Linked DNA regions of Mus musculus: all the other regions are linked to region 2. A link is a contact called in public HiChIP or PLAC-seq and promoter capture Hi-C data. All regions are on one chromosome and are shown on one strand. The core of a region is the stretch at or near the end of the contact, and the rest is flanking DNA. Distances in the headings are between cores, read along the strand shown. Region 1 overlaps Erp44 (endoplasmic reticulum protein 44). Region 2 holds the start of Stx17 (syntaxin 17). Region 3 has its middle 33 kb from the start of Nr4a3.

The links. Promoter capture Hi-C pulls out the DNA fragments that hold promoters and counts their contacts. HiChIP or PLAC-seq counts read pairs in DNA pulled down with a chosen protein or histone mark.
Region 1: a contact with region 2 is called in a promoter capture Hi-C map of macrophages, with 5 read pairs. The contact joins the enhancer-like site here to the promoter of Stx17 in region 2. A contact is called at or near these places in 6 of 39 promoter capture datasets (the C10 cell line, HPC-7-derived erythroid cells, hematopoietic stem and progenitor cells and 2 more), 2 of 484 Hi-C or Micro-C datasets (the G1E-ER4 cell line and nephron progenitors), 2 of 115 datasets of contacts at active chromatin or transcription factors (bone marrow-derived macrophages and intestinal villus epithelium) and 2 of 9 other capture datasets (adipose tissue and liver).
Region 3: a BATF HiChIP or PLAC-seq map of CD8 T cells shows a contact between it and region 2, with 5 read pairs. The contact joins the enhancer-like site here to the promoter of Stx17 in region 2. A contact is called at or near these places in 2 of 39 promoter capture datasets (hippocampal neurons and stem cell-derived epiblast-like cells), 6 of 484 Hi-C or Micro-C datasets (CD8 T cells, Th1 cells, pre-pro-B cells and 2 more), 2 of 115 datasets of contacts at active chromatin or transcription factors (CD8 T cells and memory CD8 T cells) and 2 of 9 other capture datasets (adipose tissue and pancreatic islet).

What each region holds. Positions count from the first base shown.
Region 1 is chr4:48,225,653-48,230,346 of GRCm38.p6, reverse strand. All of the region lies in intron 4 of Erp44 (endoplasmic reticulum protein 44), which reads left to right. Among named protein-coding and RNA genes, the nearest start is that of Mir1958, 15 kb to the right of the region's middle. Within about 2 kb of position 2,401, at least 26 of the 459 cell types and tissues checked have an H3K27ac peak or open chromatin away from gene starts, as enhancers often do. A contact at or near this core is called in intestinal villus epithelium, where this site is marked.
Region 2 is chr4:48,122,671-48,126,900 of GRCm38.p6, reverse strand. It overlaps Stx17 (syntaxin 17), which reads right to left and starts at 1,982. Exons shown (of 8, transcript NM_026343.2): 1 at 1,943-1,982.
Region 3 is chr4:48,010,497-48,014,944 of GRCm38.p6, reverse strand. No RefSeq gene overlaps it. Among named protein-coding and RNA genes, the nearest start is that of Nr4a3, 33 kb to the left of the region's middle. Within about 2 kb of position 2,489, at least 23 of the 459 cell types and tissues checked have an H3K27ac peak or open chromatin away from gene starts, as enhancers often do. A contact at or near this core is called in CD8 T cells, Th1 cells, memory CD8 T cells and 1 more, where this site is marked.

The DNA of each region.
Region 1 (4,694 bases), core at 1,152-3,651, 100 kb before region 2:
CTTTGGTTTTTACGACTTTTCTGTTTGCTCTTCTACAGTGTCACGTGGACTTTGGGTACAAGAGCTGTGTTGTAGCTGTAGCCATTGCCCTTTGGTTTTTTGTTTGTTTGTTTGTTTGTTTGTTTGTTTGAGAGGGTCCCTCTAAGTAGCCCAGGCTACCCTGGGGCTTAATATGTAGCTCAGCATCCGATGGTCAACCCTAAAATCACTCATACAAGAAATTCTCAACAGACTCAGCACATTGCATTTATATATTTTTGTACATGTATAGCCCAGCCTTGAATTTGTAATCATCCTACTTAAATTTTCAAAGTGCTGGGGTTGTAGACCTGTGGCACCATACCGAGCTTAAATGGCTTTGCAAGGGCATGTCCTGAATTTTAAAATATCTTTTTTAGATTTTTTTTTATGTGTATGAATGTTTATCTTCATGTAGGTAGGTAGGTAGGTAGGTAGGTAGGTAGGTAGGTAGGTAGGTAGGCAGGCAGGCAGGCAGGCAGGCAGGCAGGCAGGCAGGCAGACAGACAGACCATGTGTGTGTATAGTTTCTGTAGAGTTCAGAAAAGGGAGACAGATCTCTTAGAACTGTTGTTAGGGCTGTCTGTAGACCACCATGTAAGTGTGGGGAACTGAGGTCAAGTCCTCTGCAAGAGGAATAAGTACTCTTAATCACTGAACCATCCTTCTGATCCCATGTTATCACTGAATTTTGATCAAATCCTACTTACTAATTTTTAATGGATCATACTTTATATTTTGTATCTTAAGTTGTCTGTTCTCCCCCAATATTGCAATTTTTTCTGCCATGTTTTCTTCAGTACATTTCACAGTATGAACATTTCCACTTATGCCCATTGTTCATTTGGAGTTAGCTTTTATATGTGGAACAATATATGAGTTAAAGTGGGTAGGTGATCTGTTGTTGTATTTAGTTGCCAGACAGATCCGTCATTACTTGTTGGCAAAAAACCTCTGCCTCTTTGTCACTAACTGCCTTAGCAGCTTTGTTGAAGTGAACTGGCCCTGTCCTTATGACTCTATTTCTGGTCCTTTTTGTACTGTTGATCTAGTGTCTGCTCATCCTGCATGTTGTGAGTTGTTACAGCTTATGGAAGGTCTTGAAAACAAGCGGTATAAATCTTCCAACTTTGTGCTTGTTTTTTCAGAGTGGCTTTGACTGTTTTAGTGGGATTGAATTTCCATGAATCCTAGAAACAGCTTGTTAGTTTCTAACAACAAAGGGGGATCCTGGGTTTCTAATTAGAGTTAACTGCATTGAGAGCAGTTTGGAAAGTTACTATTGTAGTAATCTTAAGTCTTTTGATCCACAAACATTCTTAATCTTTCAATGTATTTAAATATTTTCAGCTTCAGCAATTTTTTTCTCATTTTCCAGTCTACATATAGTACTTTGATACTCATACAACCTACATTAGACTATTTTACTTTTAGATTGATTGCATGTGCGCACATATGTGTATGTTTTCTTACTTACTTGGCTCTACCGCTGCCATCTTATGTGAGGACTCTGTCAGTGCCCTCAGTATGCTCTGACAGATGTGGCCAGTGCCCTCAGTATGCTCTGACAGATGTGGCCAGTGCCCTCAGTATGCTCTGACAGATGTGGCCAGCTCTCCACTGAGTCCAGGCTACGGTAGTGACTTGTCAGATCTTGGCTCTTTATGGCCATTTAAAAAAATCTTTATTTTTCAGAACCTAGACAATTCCAAGAAGTATTGGTTATATAATTTGTAGAATATTTTTCAGTTTGGGTTTGTCTAGGTTCCTCCCACACCGAGGCTTTGCACATCTTTTTTGAGACTTGTTTTTATTTTTCAAGACAGGGTTTCTCTGTATAGCCCTGGTTGTCCTGGAACTTGCTCTGTAGACTAGGCTAGCCTCAAACTCACAGAGATCTGCATGCTTCTGCCTTCTGAGTACTGAGATTAAAGGCATGCGCCACCACTGCCTGATGTAAGATTTATTTTTAACTATGTCTCAGTTTTTGATACTCTTATAAATGGCTTTGGCTTTTAAATTTTAAAATTTTGCATTTTTTGTTAATATGTAGGGATTAAAATTAACACTTTTGTATTGCTTTGTGTTGAAATTTAATTCCAGCAGTTTTTATTTAGAATTTGCATAGCTTTCTAGTGAAAATAATTGTGCTCTATACAAATAAAGTCAGTTTTCCTTCCTGTGGTCAGTGTCTCCTTACCATATCCTGCACAGACAAGTTCATGTGCTCGTGCTTTGGGATTAACTCTGTGGAGTCAGAGGACCCGTTTCCTAGCAAGGTGTTTGCAGAATCAAGATGTCATCCTGACTCTGCACGACTCACTCTATTAGTCTCCTGTTAGGTATTCTGGGAGTCTGCTCTGGCCTGTCACTGTGCTTCACGCTGTCTGTCTTGTTCTGACTCAACTGCTTCACTCAGACGTCTCATCCAGAGTCATAGTGGTGTGTATTGGAGAGGCTCCTGTGAAAAGTTTCTAGCTAAATGAACTGGTGAGCCTGCTCATTGAGTGCTCATGTGGAGTTCAGCTTGTTCTTACATACATTGCCTCAGCTATGGTCACCACAGTCTTTTGAATTAGCTAGTGGTATTTACTCAACCAGAGCATAAGTGCCAATTCTCTGTAATGACATGTGACTGGTCCTAGAGATATAGCAAAATACACTTGTATGCTGTTTTAACTTCTCTGAAGGGGCAGTGTTAATTATGTGATGCATTATATTGATAAGCATAGCTTACTCTGATGGGGTAGGGAAGGAAGCCTCTCAGGATATGATATAAACTTGAAGGAAAAGTAGTACTTCCGCTGTAAGCTCAAGCTGTGTGGTGACAGGTAAGCGTGTGAGGAAGATCTCACTATGGTGTGGCAGGTATGCGTAAAGGTGACATCTCTCTGAGCTGAATCTTGCACAGTCCATTTGGGGAAATATTTGTAAATGCTATCTTCACTTTTCTAATCAGCCCACTTTAAGATTGATGATGAGGTGAGATTATAAAGTTGAGAAACAACAGAATTACAAGCCAAGCCAGTATAGAAATAAAATGCCATTTAAAAAAAATGAAGCATCACACGGGTATTTTAAAGACGTTCTTGGGAAGGCAGTGCACCTACTCATCTCTAAAAACAGGTGGGGAAGTCTTCTCTAGAAGACTGTTTGTTGGTTTATCTTGAAAATTCATTTCAGTGCATATTCCAGGAGCCACTCACTTGGTTTGCTGCTTGCTTTTCCGTGGAGCTCCTCTCCTACCCACTGGCAACTCAGGCAGCCTTCTGTTCTGCCTTTAACCTCACTTCCTTATGTACCCTTCTTAGTAAGGACATTGTGTGAAAGGTTCAGTTCCGTGCTGAGGACTTGGGAGGTGGAGTAGTTCCACCCAGTCGGCACTTGTGTTTCAGGAATGACCTGCACACACCCTTGTTTATCTCTGTCTGCTCTCCTCTGTGCAGCTGAAAGGGTTATTAGCACATGAGCTGGACTTCCATCAGGAAGCCCACCTACTGTTTCATTTTATTGCAACCCCAATGTAGAACTTATATTTCACTTTTAAGCTCCTAAAATTTTTCATTTGCTATACTCATTGTAGGAAATGAATGAACTATAAGGAAAATAGGGAGAGAAAAAGGAAAATGAAGGCATGACTACTAGAAAAGAAACAGAAATTGAACTCAGTCCCAACTGTCTCTGTCCCCGAGCCGACAGGAACAGGTAGTCTTACTGGTCCTACGGAAGAGCAGGATGTCAGGTCTTGTTTTTGCCATTATTCTGACAGTTTTCCTCCTCTTCTCTGTCTAAAGGACTTGGGAAACTACATCTCTAATCAGGATATATGCTGTTGTGTATTCCTTAGATGGGGTGGCAAGAATCACAGCTTCTTATACTATACCAAGGAACTCCACACTGAAACATGGTTTTGGTGTATATGCTATTTGTTGGGGGTTTTAAGGCTTTTCTAAGAGTTTGTCCTGTGTAGACAGGGGTAATATTGGAAGTAGTTACATTAGTTACAGTGGTAGCAATAAAATAGAAGGCCAGGTGTGGTGGCACTTATGCTCAGCCTCAGCATTTCGGAGGCAAAAGCAGATGAATCTCTGGGTTCAAGGCCAGCCATATAGTTTATTAGCCTACACTGGGGAGTCCAGGCTATGCATCCAGGCTAGGATACATAGTAAAATACTGTCTCGATAAATAAATCAGTAAAATGTGAGCCTTGTAAGACTATGGGCCTCACCTCTGTAGTGATCTTTACCAACTTTGGTATCTAGCAGGTAGACTTGTTCACTTGTGGTAATTGAATAGATGAATGGATTATTGAATGCCCACCAATAACTGGAGCATGACAGGTACACTGGTACTTTAAATTGGTTATCTCAGGTCTCTAACAGTACATGTGAGGAGTTTCTTCTGTACTTTTCCACATCTAACTTCATTGATTATAAGGAACTATTTTATCTCCACATGCAGAAAGTATTGTGTGTCTTACAAGGAAGGGAAATGCACTCAGGATCTCGTGTGACTCATGCCAGCTGAGTCAGCGTTTACATGTCTCCATGCAGTGATTGACTGCACACTTGCCTGTTTGACTGGCTGGAGAATTTGCTTTATTCTCAATTAAAACGTCATTGCTAGTTAAGTAGGTTTTATTCAAGGTCAGCAAGATAAAAACTAAAATATTAATA
Region 2 (4,230 bases), core at 733-3,232:
CTAGACCACAGGTGTTAGTGTCTAATACCATTCTGAAAGACAGAGAGAGGGCAGCAAGCTGCAGGTGAGCGAAGGAGACCAGGAGTCCTTAGAGACGCGGTTGATTCCAGAACTGGTGCAGAAGTCACAGAGGTACAGAAAATAATAAGGACAACACAAAACCTTCTAATGGCCAAAGTGAGAACAATTTGATATATTAAGTACATAATAACAGCAAAATAATCATATGAGATTTTGTTTTTTTTTTTTATTTTTCCAAGACAGGCTTTCTCTGTGTAGCCTTGGCTGTCCTGGAACTCACTCTGTAGACCAGGCTGGCCTTGAACTCAGAGAACCACCTGCCTCTGCCTTCTGAGTGCTGGGATTAAAGGCGTGGGTCATCAGTACCCAGCAATCATAGGAGTTTATGTTGACACAAAATAGTGAATACAGATAAAGAAACCAGATGGAAAGTGCCTCCTTAGAGCAGAAGTCAATAAAGGAGGGAAATTGAGGGCTGTTACAGTATCAAAGTAATAAATAGTACTTGGGGAATAACTGGACTACTAATTGCTATAGAGAATCTCCCAGATACCAAATTTAACTAAGTCATCTGATTGTGTCAACACACAAGCAGTAGGTCCCATCTGGAAGGTCCATGGAGGCATAAACTGAAAAGGGTACTTATACCTTGTGGTATTCTTAACAGAAATGCAACACAATCTAGTCCCAACTAACTATAGACAAACTCCTACTTGAAAGGCATTACCAACATTCCTGACTCTTCAAAGCACACAAAGTCATGATACTGCTACAGATTGGAAAAGGTAATGTCGCCAGGCCCATCAAGAGTAAGGCTGCTTACTAGATACCATTGTAGAATACAGAAGGGACTCTAATAAAAAGAATGGAATCCCAAGAGACCCAGTTAACCAGATAGTAATCTCTTGCTCTCTGTGACTGTATTAAGGATGGTATGTAAAATACTAACACAAGGGCGCTGTAGTGTTCTGTACTATGTGTACGAGTTTTCTTTCTCTCTTTTTTGTTTTTCTAAGACAGGGTTTCTCTGTGTAGGGCTGTCCTGGAATTCAGTCTGTAGACTAAGCTAGCCTTGAAGTCAAGAGATCCTCCTGCCTCTGCCTCCTAATGCTGGGATTAAAGGCATGGGCCACCAAGGCCTCCAGCAACTTCTGCAACTTTTCAATAATTGCAAATGACTCCAAATTTTTTTGTCTGGTGTTTGTGCATGTATAATAATTGCTGTTTCATGGATGAAAGAACGTGTAGAAGACAGGCCTGCAGTCATTTTCCAAGCACACACATTTGCAGTGAGAGGTGTCAAGTGCTTTTTATAAACTTAATCTCTTGGTACTTGCAACTAAGATGATATGGGTACCATGATACTAGGGTTCCACAAGAAGAAAAAGTACCCAAAGGTGAAGTAAATTACTCAAGAGTTATTTAAAAGCGAAAGAGCCCCTTTCCAGGAAAAAGGTCCCAAACTGCTGATAACACTATCTCCCAAGGAAATGCGTCCCCTTGGGCATGTGGGTGGTACAAGGAGAGTAAGTGCTGGCTCGGTCCCCGCAGCTGCGGCCTCTCCGCGTCCTGCTTGGGCACCGGTGTCGCGTCGTCCCTCACGGAGTCACCAGGACGCACCCAGGCCACACCAACGACCCCAGCGGCGCGGCTGGCCCGGCGACCCAGGGCCCGAAGCAGCTCTTCACAGCGACCCGGGAGGGCATAGCGCAGTGGGGCCTCGGCCTCCCCGCTCCCGCAGGGACAGCTACTCCAAAACTGAAAACAGAGAGGCTTGGCCACTTCTGGTCGCGGCCCCGGCGCTCACACTGACCCGAGGCCGGGCTTGGTGACCGGCGCCTCTCCCTTGCGTCCACAGCCCGGCCCGCGGTGACACATCGCAGCCCAGCGACCCCGTGGCGGCAGCCCGGCAGCCCCTTACCTCCCGCCTAGGCGCTCGAGGCCGTCGATACACACTGCGCAGACGCGAGAGGGGCGGGGCGTCTCCAGGGGCGGGATATGTGGCCCCGCCCCCTACCCGGCCAGTGGGCGTGGAGGTAATATAGTGTGCCAACCACTGGATGAACAATTCCAAGTGTTTTATGGGTCGTCTTGTGTACTGTATCTAAGACAATTTACACTTGGATAACCTTCTACATGTTACAGTTTTCCTGCACATTGTGTTCCTTGAATTTTGTTGGCGAGGACGGCCTTGTGCCCCTAGCTCTTTAGGTGTGTAAAAACTGAAGCTCGGAACCCAGTGCCATCCTTCCCCGCCCCGCCCCGCCCCGCCTCCCAGAGCCCCTGAGTGACTGGCTAGGAGTATCTGAATAGCCACAGGCACAAATGAAAGAAGGCATAAACTTTTTTGTCCAGAGCCTGCTGCAGTGCTTTGGGCGTCTGTCCTTATTAAAATGATACCTGGTCACTTTGAGGCTCAGCACAGATAGGAAGTGACTCACTCCAGTTCAGCCCGTTTGTGACAGCGCTGTACTCACAGCTGGTTTTCCTAATTTCTTCTCAAGTAGTTCCAGTTGGACCAGCTGCTGCTAGAACAAGCTTTGAAGTGTGTGCAGGTCATTGATTCTCCTCTCTGAATGTTCTGACCTCAAGACCTAGCCAACTAAAATATATATATGACTATTCAGGTCTTTGCTTGAAATGGATCTTCTGATGATGAAGTTTTCAACAGTCTTAAGAACATTTCCTGTTAGCTGTAAGGAAACTCAGTTCTTAGGATCTGCAGGTAGAAAGGAAGTAGAGGGGGAATTTTAGCCCACAGATTAGGGGCTTAAGAAAGTCTTGAAAGGCAATTTTTAAAATAAAGCTCATTATTAATTAAGCTATTTGAATTTTCTTTGGGGTATACTGGATGTTAGTGTTTATGGTACCCTTAGTTCATAGATTGAGGCATATCTATCAAATTTTCATCCCAAGGAGAAAAATAAAGGTATTAGGTAATGCCATAGGATGGATGGTAAAATGCCAAAGTCAGTTAAACAAGCAATAGGGAATCATTTAATTGGTAAAGTGCCTGCTTCACAATGAAGACCTGAGTTTGGACACCCAGCACCCACATACAAAACCAAGCTCTGTGGTATATGTTTATGATCCTAATACTATCTAAATAGACAAAAGGATCCATGAGCTTGCTGCCCAGCTGGTCTTGTTGAATTGGTAACCTCCAGGCTCACTGAGAGATGATGTGTGTTCTCTCTCTCTCTCTCTCTCTCTCTCTCTCTCTCTCACACACACACACACACACACACACACCGAATCCATTAAACAAGACCTTTTGAAGTAAAGATAACTAGTGTTAAGTTTTGAAAAAGTACAACAGGGAGCTGTGGCACTCTGGAATTGACTTTGGCCTTCCAGGTGGTTGTATGATGTTTGCTGTAACTTAGGTGTGTCATGTAGAGAGATAATGATATTTAATCTAACAGTTTGGCTAGCCTCACTTACAATCTACAATACTTAATTGAATCTTTCAATATTTAGACATAAGGGGTGTGACCATTCTCTGTGCTCTTGCCTTAAGCCATAAAGTTATTAGGATAATAAGATCTGCTGCCACGAGACAAAGTTTTCTTGATATCTTAACTTAACCCAGTAGATCCAAAGAAAACAAAACAGTAAGGAGAATACATCTTGGAAAAAACAAAAACAAAAAAGAAATTATTACCTGGTAACATGATTGCTTTCATGGAGAGCCTGTAGATATGAATTCAAACAACTTCAAGGTGGTTAAAGAGATGGCTCTTCTAAATGATAATCACAAGGTTAGAAATGTAGCAGGAAAGTGAACACTGAGAAAAATGTGTGATTGTATCTATGAGAAGGTAGAGGAGCTATAAAAAGAGTGGAGTAGCCCCAGAAAGGTTGGGTTTGGGGAGGAGAGGCTTAAAAGGAGTGTCAAGTATCAACAATCTCAAAGACAAAAAACGCAGGATTACCTCATTAGATGCAGAAAAGGCCATTGACAAAATTCATCACCCCTTCATGGTAAAAGTCCTGGAGAGATCGGGGATGCAAGAGACATACCTCAATAAAATGAAGGGAGTTTACAGCAAGCCCATAGCCAGGATCAACTTAAATGGACAGAAACTCAAAGCATTTCTACTAAAATCAGGAACAAGTCCAGATTTTCCACTATCTCCACACCTACTCAATAAAGTCTTAGCTAGTGCAATAAGGCAAATGAAGAAGAGCAAGGGGATACAAGTTGGA
Region 3 (4,448 bases), core at 1,240-3,739, 110 kb after region 2:
AAAAATGGATGCTACAATGAACTGGGAAGGGACATGGTACCACAGACAGGAGTGAGAATTAAAAAGGGCCAAAATTGCCAAACATTCAACAAACTCAAACAAGCTTCCAGGTAGGTTTTTAGGAATTTGACAGTGTGATTCTAAGTTTAGACTGAGCTGCAGGCCGCAGCCACACACACGTGTGCACACACATATATACGCATACACTTAAATACTCAATAGAATGCTATTCATTTAAAAACCTGCCGTTCACATCATGAGTAAAGCTGAAGGAAGTGGTGTTAAGTGAAACAAGCCAAGCATAGGAAGGCAACTACCACGTCTGAATGTAGAATCTAAAGAAGCTGAGCTCATGCAAGGGGTTTAGTGATGCTTATCAGGGTCTGGGGTGGGGGAACAAGGTTAACAGAGAAAGGGCTGTGTCAATCAAAGGGTACAAAGTTTCAGTAGATGGGAGGAATGCACTTCAGTGATCTCTTACAAACAAAAGTGACATGATGATAATGCTCTATGTATTTATAATGACAAAAATAGCAATTCTTAAATTGCAAAAAAGAAAAAAAAAAACCAGTGTGGTAGCAGTAGATTTGTTAGCTTGATTTGATCACGACACTCTATAAGCATATATCAAAGCACTGGATTGCACCCTACAAGTATTTACAATTATTATCTATGGATCAAAACAAAATGGTTAAAGCTTTAATAATAGAAATGTCAGAGCCAGAAGGACACAAGATGGACCTAATCAACTAGTAAAGGTGCCAGATGAAACAAAGGAGACACATTTCAGAACAAATGTAACTACCTCTTTATCCAGCGTTGCCTTCAAACATTCTTGGACCCTGCTTTATCTTCTATCTCCTTAGTTTTCCTTTTTCTAAATTTTAGGCTAATAATTATCTTTCTTTTTTAGTATGGGACTTCATGAGTCTTTTGGCCTAATGCCTCGTCTACATGAAACTGTTCTTATTTTACAGGATTGGACAAAATAATCCCTCTTGAGGGCCATTTAGGGTGGGTTTGGTGATGCATGGAGTTGGTTATCATCAGAGAGTGGTGAGATTTCTTTTGTGGATGAAAGAAGAGATTGTGACTACGAGATGCTGACATTTCATCATTGTTAGAGTTACATTAGCTGGATCACTTGGGAACTGGCTTGCAGTTATTAAAGGTGAAGCGGAGAAAGTGATTTCAGACCAACTGGGCATCATTTCAAAATTTTGAAAGTGATTTCAGCCAACTGGGTGGCTCAGGGGCTGCCTGAGGGAGGAGGCAAAAAAACACTGCAACCTGATCCAGAACACCTAAGACACAGAGGCAACCTAGATACCCATCATAAAACCGACAGGAGGATACTATTCTTTTTTTTAAAGAAATTTTGTCATTTGCAACATGAATGAACTTGGAGGACATTGTTATGAAATAAACTAGGCATGGGAAGAAACATGCCAGGCAGGTCTGGCTTCTGAAGTATGCTTTAACTATAGCAATATAGTATACAAAATAAAGGACTTCGTCGTTCAAGCATGCATACCATTATGTGTGTATCATTGTACTCTGGTCATATTTACCCGCTCTTTATTCTCCTGCCCCTCTCAACCCTGGATATTTTGTTTCAGACCAGCTTCCTACTACTAAAATGCCTTCTTTTTACATTAGATCTTAGCTAAAATGCCGAGATATGATGAAAAACCTACTTCTTCTGAAAGCAGCTTGATGGAAGTGTGAGCATATGACAGACCTGGAATACTCACAGTGCAGATGTGCTAACCACGGCCAGCTTAGGCATCTGTCTATAGAGGGGTGGATTAGGAGTAACGGGCGTATATGAACGGGGGGGGGGTTATACTCAGCCAAAATGAACATCAAAATGACCTTATCAGCAAGAAAAGTTGCTAGAAGTAGAGGTTATCGTGTTAAAAGAAACAGGCTAGATTTGGACAGATATGGTTTATTTTCTCTCAGACACAGAAGCTAGGTTTTTTTAAAGAAAAGAGGAAGAGACCCAATCAGAGTGGACAAAAGCGATAATGTCAGCGAGAGTAGTGAGCAAGGTCAAATTACAGTGTATGCAAGGATGGAAAATATCAGACTAATACCTATTGTTGTGCATAATAAACATATACATGTGCTTCACTCAAATGTTCGGAAAGCCCTTTGGAGAGGGACATCAGGGAATGGAGAGTTGGTCCAGTGGGTAAAGTGCTTGCTGTATAAAGCACGAGGAAGGACCTGAGTCTGGAACCTCAGCATGCACATAAAAGCTAGGCATGGCGGTGGGTGCCTGTCATTCCAGTGCTTGTTGGGGCTATGGTGGGTAGAGGGAGGACTGAGACAGACTGACTCCAGGGCTTAGTGGCCAGCCAGTGCAGTCAAAACAGAGAGTGATGGAGGAAGATGCTCAACTTTAACCTCTGTCCTCCGTGCCTAACTACACACACATGTGCACGTGACATGATAAACCACAAACCCCTACCACCCACACAGATAGAGAAAGTGTGTCTGAGGTAAGGCACAAGGGGAAAAATCCTCCCCATGGTTTATAGAACAAATCTAGATATATGCAGGACAGGGAAAACCCCCTGAACTTCATCACTGAATTAGTAGTGAAAATGTTCAACAGGCAGGAATGGATTCAAAAAGCATTATGTGAAAGCGACAACCAAATAATGTGCCTAGTAGCTGTGTCTGATTCACAGGAAATGAACAACCCTCCATGTTACACTCATTTAGCACCCCACCTAGTGATTGCCTATTGATCTACATAGAGTCGAACACGCAAATTGAAAGCATGCCATTAATAACTCTTCACAAAAAGGCCACCCAGTTCAGAGTACAGGGCATTTCTGTTACTCCAGTGAGTTCCCCCGCTTTCTGGTCCCCTGAGAGCCTGCTTGTTCACCAGTTACTAGATTAGTAGTTACTAGTTACTAGATTAACTTTACGTGCTCTAAAGCTTCTGTTGGTTAATGATCGCTGGTGAGAGGGGTCACACTCCCCAGTCCCTAACCACTCCTGACCTGTCCTCGTGCAGACAACCTTTACTAAATGGAACTGGCCACAAGCAAGCTTACAAGACATGAAGATAGGTGGGGGAGTTGTGGGAAGAAGGGTGTAGTGAGAGGAGGAAAGGGCTAAGAGGAGAACAAGGGTGAATACTATCAAAGTTCCCCTCCCCCTTTCTAATAGATCTATAATGAAATTGTGAAAGAATAAATTAGAAGAAAAAAACGGCCTCTTCATGGACCTCTGAGGTATTTTTTTCTTAAAATAATATTTTTGAGATTTATCAAAAATATTTTCTTGTGACTTCTAGTCACTATAAAAATACTGGAAAACATTCTATCTTACATTTACACTTCATTTTCATTTTCTTTTTTTTTTGGACATTTGGTCTATTTACAATTTTTATTATTATGGATAAAGTACCCATGGGGACTGGGGAGGTGATTTAGTTAGAAAAGACCTGGAGGGCATCATCCTGAGCGAGGTAACCCAATCATAAAAGAACTCACATGATATGTACTCACTGATAAGTGGATATTAGCCCAGAAACTTACAATACCCAAGATACAAGATACAATCTGCAAAACACATGAAACTCAAGAAGAACGAAGACCAAAATGTGGACACTTGGCCCCTTCTTAGAATTGGGAACAAAACACCCATGGAAGGAGTTACAAAGACAAAGTTTGGAGCTGAGACGAAAGGATGGACCATCTAGAGACTGCCATATCTGGGGATCCATCCCATAATCAGCTTCCAAATGCTGATTCCATTGCATACACTAGCAAGATTTTGCTGAAAGAACCCAGCTATAGCTGTCTTTTGTGAGGCTATGCCGGTGCCTAACAAACACAGAAGTGGATGCCCACAGTCAGCTATTGGATGGATCACAGGGCCCCCAATGGAGGAGCTAGAGAAAGTACCCAAGGAGCTAAAGGGGTCTGCAACCCTATAGGTGGAACAACAATATGAACTAACCAGTACCCCACCCCCACCCCCCAGAGCTCATGTTTCTAGCTGCATATGTATCAGAAGATGGCCTAGTTGGCCATCATTGGAAAGAGAGGCCCATTGGTCTTGCAAACTTTATATGCCTCAGTACAGGGGAATGCCAGGGCCAAGAAGTGGGAGTGGGAGGGGTAAGGGGGGAGGGTATGGGGGGACTTTTGGGATAGCATTTGAAATGTAAATGAAGAAAACACCTAATTAAAAAAAAGAAAAGTGGTTGTTGTGTAGATGTCAATTTGGATCTCTAAAACCTATGTGAGAAGCTGGGTTTGGCAATGAGTATGTGATTTTAGTTCTGGGAACATGAAGACAGGAGACTCCTTGGACTTATTGGCTGGCCACATACACACACACACACACACACACACACACACACACACACACACACACGCACGCACACACGCACACATGAATTAAGAGACTATGAACAATAC